Linked DNA regions of Mus musculus: region 1 is linked to region 2. A link is a contact called in public HiChIP or PLAC-seq data. All regions are on one chromosome and are shown on one strand. The core of a region is the stretch at or near the end of the contact, and the rest is flanking DNA. Distances in the headings are between cores, read along the strand shown.

Evidence for each region. HiChIP or PLAC-seq counts read pairs in DNA pulled down with a chosen protein or histone mark.
Region 1: a contact with region 2 is called in a FOXA1 HiChIP or PLAC-seq map of pancreatic cancer cells. The contact joins the promoter of H2-Q2 here to the promoter of Slc44a4 in region 2. A contact is called at or near these places in 1 of 115 datasets of contacts at active chromatin or transcription factors (pancreatic cancer cells) and 2 of 9 other capture datasets (adipose tissue and liver).

Annotation. Positions count from the first base shown.
Region 1 is chr17:35,340,249-35,344,780 of GRCm38.p6, forward strand. H2-Q2 (histocompatibility 2, Q region locus 2) reads left to right here and starts at 2,059. Exons shown (of 8, transcript NM_010392.3): 1 at 2,059-2,148; 2 at 2,352-2,621; 3 at 2,865-3,140; 4 at 4,507-4,532. The coding sequence starts at 2,085.
Region 2 is chr17:34,912,347-34,916,389 of GRCm38.p6, forward strand. It overlaps Slc44a4 (solute carrier family 44, member 4), which reads left to right and starts at 2,120. Exons shown (of 21, transcript NM_023557.3): 1 at 2,120-2,174. The coding sequence starts at 2,141. It overlaps Ehmt2 (euchromatic histone lysine N-methyltransferase 2), which reads left to right. Exons shown (of 27, transcript NM_145830.3): 25 at 43-121; 26 at 288-463; 27 at 1,294-1,727. The coding sequence ends at 1,474.

The sequences.
Region 1 (4,532 bases), core at 809-3,308, 430 kb after region 2:
GGTCCTCTGTCCCCAATTAAATCCAGACTACCACAGTGGAACCTTCAGTGGTTGACACATCTGTCTTTTTTGTTTGTTTGTTTTTTGTTTTTTGTTTGTTTGTTTGTTTGTTTTACAAGACAGCGTTTCTCTGTGTAGCCCTGGCTGTCCTGGAACTCACTCTGTAGACCAGGCTGGCCTCGAACTCAGAGATCTGCCTGCTTCTGCCTCCCAAGTGCTGGGATTAAAGGCGTGTGCCACCACTGCCTGGCCACATCTGTCACTTTTAATAGATTTGGAAACTGCTTGGTCTGTACTTGCTGCTTACTCAGGAGAAATTCATCCTTCTCAGATCTCTGATGGTGTGGACTAGGGAGAGCTTTGTCAGTTTAACAGCAAGCAACAGCACAGGCTTCAGGTGCTTCTCAGTTCTCTTCATGCTTAAAAATCATGGACACTCTCCAGAGTTGCTACTGGGTCTCCACTGATCACATTGTTACCAGATTCTCAGAAGAGATAAACTCCCACCAAAGATTTCAATGTAACGTTTTACTATTCTTTTATGTAAAGGAAGTTGTTTTACAGTGACTGCTGTCAGTAACCAACCACCTGTGTCTTGTGTCTAATTCGATGGAAAAAAACTGTAAAGTGTATGTAACTTCTAAGGATATGAGAGGTTAAGTAATTGCAACGATCTTAAAAGTGTGCTTTGAGATCTGTGAATGTCACTTATAAAGGCCATAAAAAGTGCTTTAAATGCAGTTTATAAAGGTCTAAGGAGCCTCTTTCCTTTCTGCCATTGCCATGCCATCCAGACTGAGGAAGACCTGGAAACTCCGGGGCCACCTGAGCCGAGGCCATGGTTGCATCAGGAAAACACTGCGAGCACCCAGGAGGCCACAGGAATGCTAGAGGCATCACCTCAGGATGAACTTCACAAGTGTCACCCAGGTCACTCAGGGAAAGTTGGTGTGAGGCATGACCACCTGAAGAGGAACCAGAGCTTCTGCCCAACTGTCAACCTGGATAAATTGTGGATGTTGGTCAGCGAGCAGACATGGTTCAATGCAGCTAAAACCAAGCCTGGAGCTGCTCCCATCACTGATGTTGTGTGATCAGGCTACCACACAGTTCTGGGGAAGGGAAAGCTCCTGAAGCAACCCTTCTCCTCCCATGCCCTGACTTTATCAGTCCCTCCCATGGTTATGTCAACAGCATCAACCAACAGGCAAGGGAGAGACAGGTCCTCAGGACTGAGGGGCAGGAATGGAGTTGGAACCCACTGTGTTCCCATTCCTTGCATTCCAACTGTTTTTCCATGGGGCCTCCATCCACAGGACAGGTCCCTGGCTCAGCTCAGGGAGAGGAACTCACATATCCTCCTCCCTCAGCTCTCACTGAGTGACCCTGCACCAGGAGCCTGTGCTGTTTGTATTTTGTTAATTCCACACCAACTGAGACATATATAAGAAGAGGATCCTGAATTGAGAAATTGCATCCATCCAGGACGCTTTTGGGGAAGTGTATAAGGCAATTTAAAAATTATTATTAATGATCAGTATGGAAGGGCTCAGCTCACTGCAGGTTGTCTTAGCAGGTCATCAGGGATTGTATAAGAAAGCAGGCTGAGCAAGCCATGAGCTACAAAGCTATTAGCACTGGTCCTCATCCTCTTCTTCAGTTCCTCCTTTAGAATCCTCTCAAGGTCCTGCCCTGAATCTCTTCAATGATAGACTGTGATGTGGAAGTGTAAACTGAAAGAAACCCTTTCTTTTTCAAGTTGCTTTTGGTCATGGGGTCTTATCACAGCAATGGAAACCCTCACTAAGACACAGGTGCACAAGGGCCTCACTCTGCTCCCTGCAGACTCCACCCTCTCCTGCAGCTCAGCTCCTGCCCCTCCCTTGCCCTGTAGCAGCACCACTTTATAGCTCCTGGGGATCTGATGCCCTCTCTGAACCCTGAGGTAGCAGGAATTATCTGGCAGGTCTCATTTCCATTGGGTGGCAGGATCCTGGGAAACCAACCAGCTCCTCAGCAGCGGGCGCAGGTTATAAAGTCCATGCAGCCAAGGGCCTCAGATGCCCTGTATCCCAGATGGGGCAATGGCGCTGCGAAGGCTGCTCCTGCTGTTGGTGGCCGCCCTGAAACTGACTGAGACACGCGCGGGTGAGTGCGGGGTCGGGAGGGAAACAGCGTCTGCGGAGAGGGGCTGGGGCGGCAACGGGGAAGCCGCGTCCCCACGTCGCCCACCATACCTTCCGCCCCTTCTCCACCTACATCTCGAGCACCGCACCCTGCTGGCCTCCCCGCCCGCGAACCCGGCCGGGGCTCCGGGAGGAGGTCGGAGTCTCACCGCGCGCCGTCCACAGGCTCACACTCGCTGCGGTATTTCACCACCGCCGTGTCCCGGCCTGGCCTCGGGGAGCCCCGGTTCATTATCGTCGGCTACGTGGACGACACGCAGTTCGTGCGCTTCGACAGCGACGCGGAGAATCCGAGGATGGAGCCGCGGGCGCCGTGGATGGAGCAGGAGGGGCCGGAGTATTGGGAGCGGAACACACAGGTCTCCAAGGAAAATGAGCAGAGTTTCCGAGTGAGCCTGGGGACCGCACTGAGCTACTACAACCAGAGCAAGGGAGGTGAGTGACCCCGGGTCGGAGGTCACGACCCCTCCACGTCCCCACACAGGAGCCCAGAGACCTCCCGCATCCCAAGTCCAAGGTTCGGGAGCAGAACCCACCTGGAATCGGTTTCCCTTTCAGTTTGGTTGAGCCCACAGGTGGGCGGGGCCGGACAGGTAGTCTGGGGGCGGGAGCGGGGCGGGTGGTGGCGGCCTGGGCCGGGTGGGGAGGGGGTGGGGAGCTGACCACGGGATCCCGTAGGCTCTCACACTCTCCAGTGGTTGGTTGGCTGTGACCTGGGGCCAGACGGAAGCCTACTCCGAGGGTATGAGCAGTCTGCCTACGATGGCCGCGATTACCTCGCCCTGAATGAGGATCTGATAACGTGGACAGCGGCGGACCTGGCAGCACTGAAGACCCGAAGCAAGTTGGAGCAGGCTGGTCTTGCAGAGAAGCGCAGGGCCTACCTGGAGGTCGATTGCTTGACGTGGCTCCGCAGATACCTGGAGCTCGGGAAGGAGACGCTGCTGCACACAGGTGCAGGGGCCCTCGGGCAGCTCCTCCCTCTGCCCTCGGGCTGGGGCTCAGTCCTGGGGAAGAAGAAACCCTCAGCTGGGGTGATGCCCCTGTCTCAGAGGGGAGAGAGTGACCCTGGGTCTCCTGATCCCTCATCACAGTGACTGCACTGACTCTCCCAGGGCTCAGCCTTCTCCCTGGACAGTGCCCAGGCTGTCTCAGGAGGGAAGGAGAGAATTTCCCTGAGGTAACAACAGCTGCTCCCTTCAGTTCCCCTGTAGCCTTTGTCAGCCATGGCCTCTCCCAGGCCGGGTTCTCTGCCCACACCTACTGTGTGTGGACACTGACTCCTGTCCTGCTGAGTGTGTCAGCCCTTGCACCTCAGGACCTGAAGTCGCCTTTACCTGATGGGAGATATGGACTCCCCTACACTAGGCTAATTTGCCCAGTATCTAGAATTTTCATAGAGTACATTTTCATAGATCCCTCCCAGTCTGTTGGGTTTGCATCCCTTCCACAACCCAATTCTCTCTATTCCTACAGTGGTGAATGGTCATGTGAGCCCTTATGGGTACCCTGGAGGAATATAAATCGAGAAATTTCTTTTACTTATTTATCTGTTTTCTTATTCTTCTTTCTTTTCTCTTTACTTTTTCTTTATTTTTGAAGGTGTTATTTTGTTTCTAGTCAGTTTTTGTCTGCACTGGAGTGATCCTGTTTCTCCCTGCCCTTGTATTATCATTTGTATCAGTCTCCACAGGTGCCAGGGGAGACTGCTAACTTGGATAATTAGACGGGTTAAAACAAGGTTCTCATTAAATAACAGATTCTTGTGAACTTAGAGTGTTTCCTGTCAGAACTAAACATCCAGAAGCCTCCTGCTCTCCCTCTGCCCCACAAGTTACAGTGCCCCCCCCCCCAGTGAATCAGGACTTGGACTCTGAGAGACAGGGTCTTCTGCAATCCAGGGCTGAGTGAGAGGGAAGACCACACACCCTGTGAGCCCACTGTGTTCCAGTGAGGTCCACAGATCACTTCAAGTGTCCTGCTTAAAACACCTGTACCTTGTCCCCCAGAGTCAGGGGCTGGGAGTCATTTTCTCACTACACACTTTGTGATGGCTGTTCTCTTGGACTGACAGTTAATGTTGGTCAGCAAGATGACCACAGTGGTTGAGTCTCAGTGGATTCCCTCTTTGCTTCTAAGTCCCAAAAGAAAATGTGTAGTTCTGTGCTGAGGGGACCAGCTCTGCTTTTGGTCACTGTGCAACGACAGTTGTAGTGTCAAACAGACAAATAATTCACTGTCATCATTGATTTAACTGAGTCTTGAGTAGATTTTAGTTTGTCTTGTTAAAATCCTGTGATTTCTTAAATCTTCCACACAGATCCCCCAAAGGCGCATGTGACCCAT
Region 2 (4,043 bases), core at 870-3,369:
CCTGCTCACTGTTCATGCAGAACTGAAGTTTCCGTCCAACAGGTATGTAGGAGAGCTGATCTCTGATGCCGAGGCTGATGTGAGAGAGGATGATTCTTACCTCTTCGATTTAGATAACAAGGTGGGATGCAGCACCTCTGCCCTCAACTACCAAAGGCTGCTTTGTGCAGCCACCTGTAACATCTGGGACTGGAAGCCTGGGTGGAGGGACTGGGTGTCACTGCAGGAACACTAGCCAGGCAAGTGGATAGAAGTGGATATTAAGAACACTGTGTCTCCACCCCCAGGATGGCGAGGTTTACTGCATTGATGCCCGTTACTATGGCAACATCAGCCGATTCATTAACCACCTGTGTGACCCCAACATCATCCCTGTCCGGGTTTTCATGCTGCACCAAGATCTACGGTTCCCACGCATTGCCTTCTTCAGCTCCAGGGACATCCGGACTGGGGAGGAGCTGGGGTGAGGAGCCAGCCTGAGGGCACTGACCAGCCTTTGGTGTTCTTTTTTTTTTTTTTTTTTTTTTCCCGGTTTTTCGGGACAGGGTTTCTCTGTGTAGTCCTGGCTGTCCTGGAACTCACTCTGTAGACCAGGCTGGCCTCGAACTCAGAAATCTGCCTGCCTCTGCCTCCCAAGTGCTGGGATTAAAGGTGTGTGCTACCATACCCGGCTTCCTTTGGTGTTCTTAGGTGTCCCTTGGAAGGCTTGTTAAAACTGTGTAAGGCAGGAGTAGGAACATACATTCATGATCACAGCACTCAGGAGGCTGAGGCAGGAGGATCACAAAGAGTCTGGGCTACAGAGTGAGACCCTGTGTCAAAACAAAACAAGAGAAGTCCAGGTTGCCCTGGTATCACATGCCTGTCATGCTAGTGTTTGAAAGAGCTTGAAGCAGAAGTACCTACAAATTCAAGGCCAGCCTGGGCTAACTACAGAGTTCAGGACAGCCAGGCCTATGTAGAGAGACCCTATCTTAAGCAAAAAACAAGAAGGGGGATGGGGGCTAGTGTGGGTTGGCTGGATGGTTGAGTATACTAGGCCCTGGGCAGGCTGCATCCCACTTCCCGCAGAGCCTCGGGAGAGTCTGGTCACAAGGCAGGAAGGCTAGAAGCCTGCATTTATGACAGTTCTCTGGGAGTGTGAGTCAACAGAGCCAACAAGGACCTGGAGTCCATCTGCAGGAGTGGTTGGGTGGAAGAAGGTGGATCCCTCAAGAGGGCTCCTGGGCTCTATGAGATGGGTTTGAAGTGTCTAGATCCAAGGGCCAAGAGCTCCTGTGTTTCCTCTGCCAGCTTTGACTACGGTGACCGATTCTGGGACATCAAGAGCAAGTATTTCACCTGCCAGTGTGGCTCTGAGAAGTGCAAGCATTCAGCGGAGGCCATCGCCCTGGAGCAGAGCCGCCTGGCCCGGCTGGACCCCCACCCGGAGCTGCTCCCTGACCTCAGCTCCCTGCCCCCCATCAACACCTGAGGACTCTTAAAATCCAGGCCGGGCACTGCCCTTCAGACATTTCTCCATCAGAGACCCCAGTAAGGCCTGGAAGGTCGATGGCCCCTCTCCCAGAGCTGGTTTCTCACTGGGAGTGCAAGTGACTTCAGGGCTGGCCTTCCCCACTGAGCCTGGCCTCAGTTAGCTGATTGAAGTTGGGCCTCTGCCAGCTGATTTTCTGTGTTCTCAATAAATGTTGGGTTTGGTAATAAACTGTCTGGTGATTGTTTCAGGACGATGAGGACTATGGGGCTGAGGGGACAGTTGGGTAGGAAGCAAGCTGTGGCTGTGGGGTGGAAGAGAACAGCTGTGGGGCACCCACTGGCCACAGGGGTTTAAGGAAAAGCAAATCACAACCTAGAGGTTTGGGTGTGCCACAGTTGAAGTACTCTAAACAATTATGCAGTGTTTCCTTATCAAAGTGCTCCGGTTTCTTCCTGCTGCGGTCCGTAGCAGACCCGGTAAGCAGCTCCTGGGACCCAGTTCTGAGCCCTGGTACCCCTGGGCTGGTCAAGAGTTGAGATCTGAAAAAGGAACTGTAGAGGACCACAGGCAGGGGCGGGGCTGTGACGTCTGGGAGGGAGGGCGGGGCGGGCGGCAGGTGAGCGGCTAGGTCTCCGTGGCTCCAATCACTCCGGAGACTGAGCCATGGGGAGAAAGCAGAATGAGAACGAGGCTCACGGTAAGGCTAGGGGCAGAGGCCCGGGCTCTGGAGAGAGGTGGCCGGGCTCTGCAGCCATGGCAGCTGAGGTTGGATCCTGACAGAGGAACTGGAGTCCTGGGTCTCTGAGGAGCGGCTACAGGAAAACAGGAGTCAAGGAAAAGAGACAGAATCAGGTCCTGGAAGGATGGTCTGAGCCGCCAGAAAGATCTTGCATACTAAATGGAACCTGGATGAGCAGGAGTTGGGGCTGGCGTCCCTGTGTGGCCAGCGGAGTGGGGAGGTCAGGCCTGGGCTGTAGGTCCCTGAGGGCAGAGCCCTAGCAAACAAAGCCTGTGTGGTTAGGAGGCAGGTTAGGGTCCCGATGCTCTGGACTTAGAGTCCAGCAGTGTCCTGCGCTGTGGTTGCTGGGGGGGGGGGTGTCTGTCAACCCACACCCTGTGAAGAGGCAGGAGCTGAGACTCCTGTTGGGATCTGTGTGAAGAGTTGGGGAGATGGGCCTCTGAACTAATAAAGTCCTTTGAGGAGTAGGGGGCTGGAACCCCAAACTTCTGCAGTCAGCCTGCTAGGATTCCTGTGAAATGGAGGGCCTGGGACCCTGAGCTGCTGGGGTCTGCATGCTAGAGTCCCAGAGGGGGGGGGGCAGGTACCGTGGACTAAAGGAATTCTTGTGAGAATTTGGGGTGGGACCCCGAGATGCTAGGGTCTGCCTGCAAGGACCCCTGTGAGGAGTGGGGCCTAAGGTGGAGAGACAACTGACACCTGCCTTCAGGTTTCAGTTGGGAAGAAGTGTGTATGTTGGTGTATCTAGAGCACTTTAAGTAATCGGGGCCAGGGCTGTGTGGAAGGGGAGGTCTGAGGGGAAACAGGGGAGGCCTGTTTCCAGAACTGCTGAAGTAAAGGGCTGGAAATCTTTCCCCCAGATCCTGAGACTGGACGGGGAAGAGAGAGGGCTGAGGGTTGGGCCTCCTCTAGGTGGGGCTGGTGTCCCCTAGAAGACCGAGTAATAGCCAGAGCACAGAAAACTTCCTGGAACAGCCTTGGGTCAATCATTGACCCTGTGTCTGTGAGCCCGGGTGGGACAGAGTCCAAAATGCCCACAAAAGAAGATACCTGCCCCAGGCTAGCCCACCCCTCAGCTGTCCCTCAGTGCCCACCAGGACCCTGGCAGCCTGGCCCCGCCCTGCCCCGCCCCCTCCCCTGTGTACTCAAGGAGGACCAGGAACAGGACGTGGCCACAAGGCCACAACCACAGCAGCCGGCTCAGGTGTCAATCTGGCTGGCCACCCAGAGCCGTGCGGTAGCCGGAGTGGGGTGGTGGTGGTGGGGCGGTCTTCGGAGCTCCCATTGCCCTGCAGGGTTTCATAGCTTTACTATCCTTTCTTTGTCATATCCTTGGGCCAGAGGGCTGAGATAAGTGATGATGGTCCCCTGAGGGGCTCCCAGACTGGATAGTCCAGAGATGACTTGGAACAGGCTGGAGGACAGAGATAGGACTGGGGTCTGCGAGCCACTAAGAGGGAGTCCCAGAACCTGGGTTACACACTACTCAGAAGCCTTGAGTCCCTTTAAGAACCACTTTCAGAAGCTTATTCTAAAAACCAGTCAGGAGGCTGAAGCAAGTTTAAGTCCAGCTTGGAGAACTCAGCAAGATCTTGTCTGAAATACAAAGTAAAATTTAAAACAAATGGCTGCGGCCTGGAGACACATGCCTTTAATCCCAACACCTGGGAGACAGAGCCAGGCAGATCTCTGTGAGTTCAAGGCCAGCCTGGGCTACAGAGATAGTTCCAAGAAGCTAAAACTTTACAAAGAAACCCTGTCTCCAAAAAAAAAAAAAAAAAGTAAATAAATAAATAAAATAGTTGGCTGTGGTTACAGTTTAGTGGC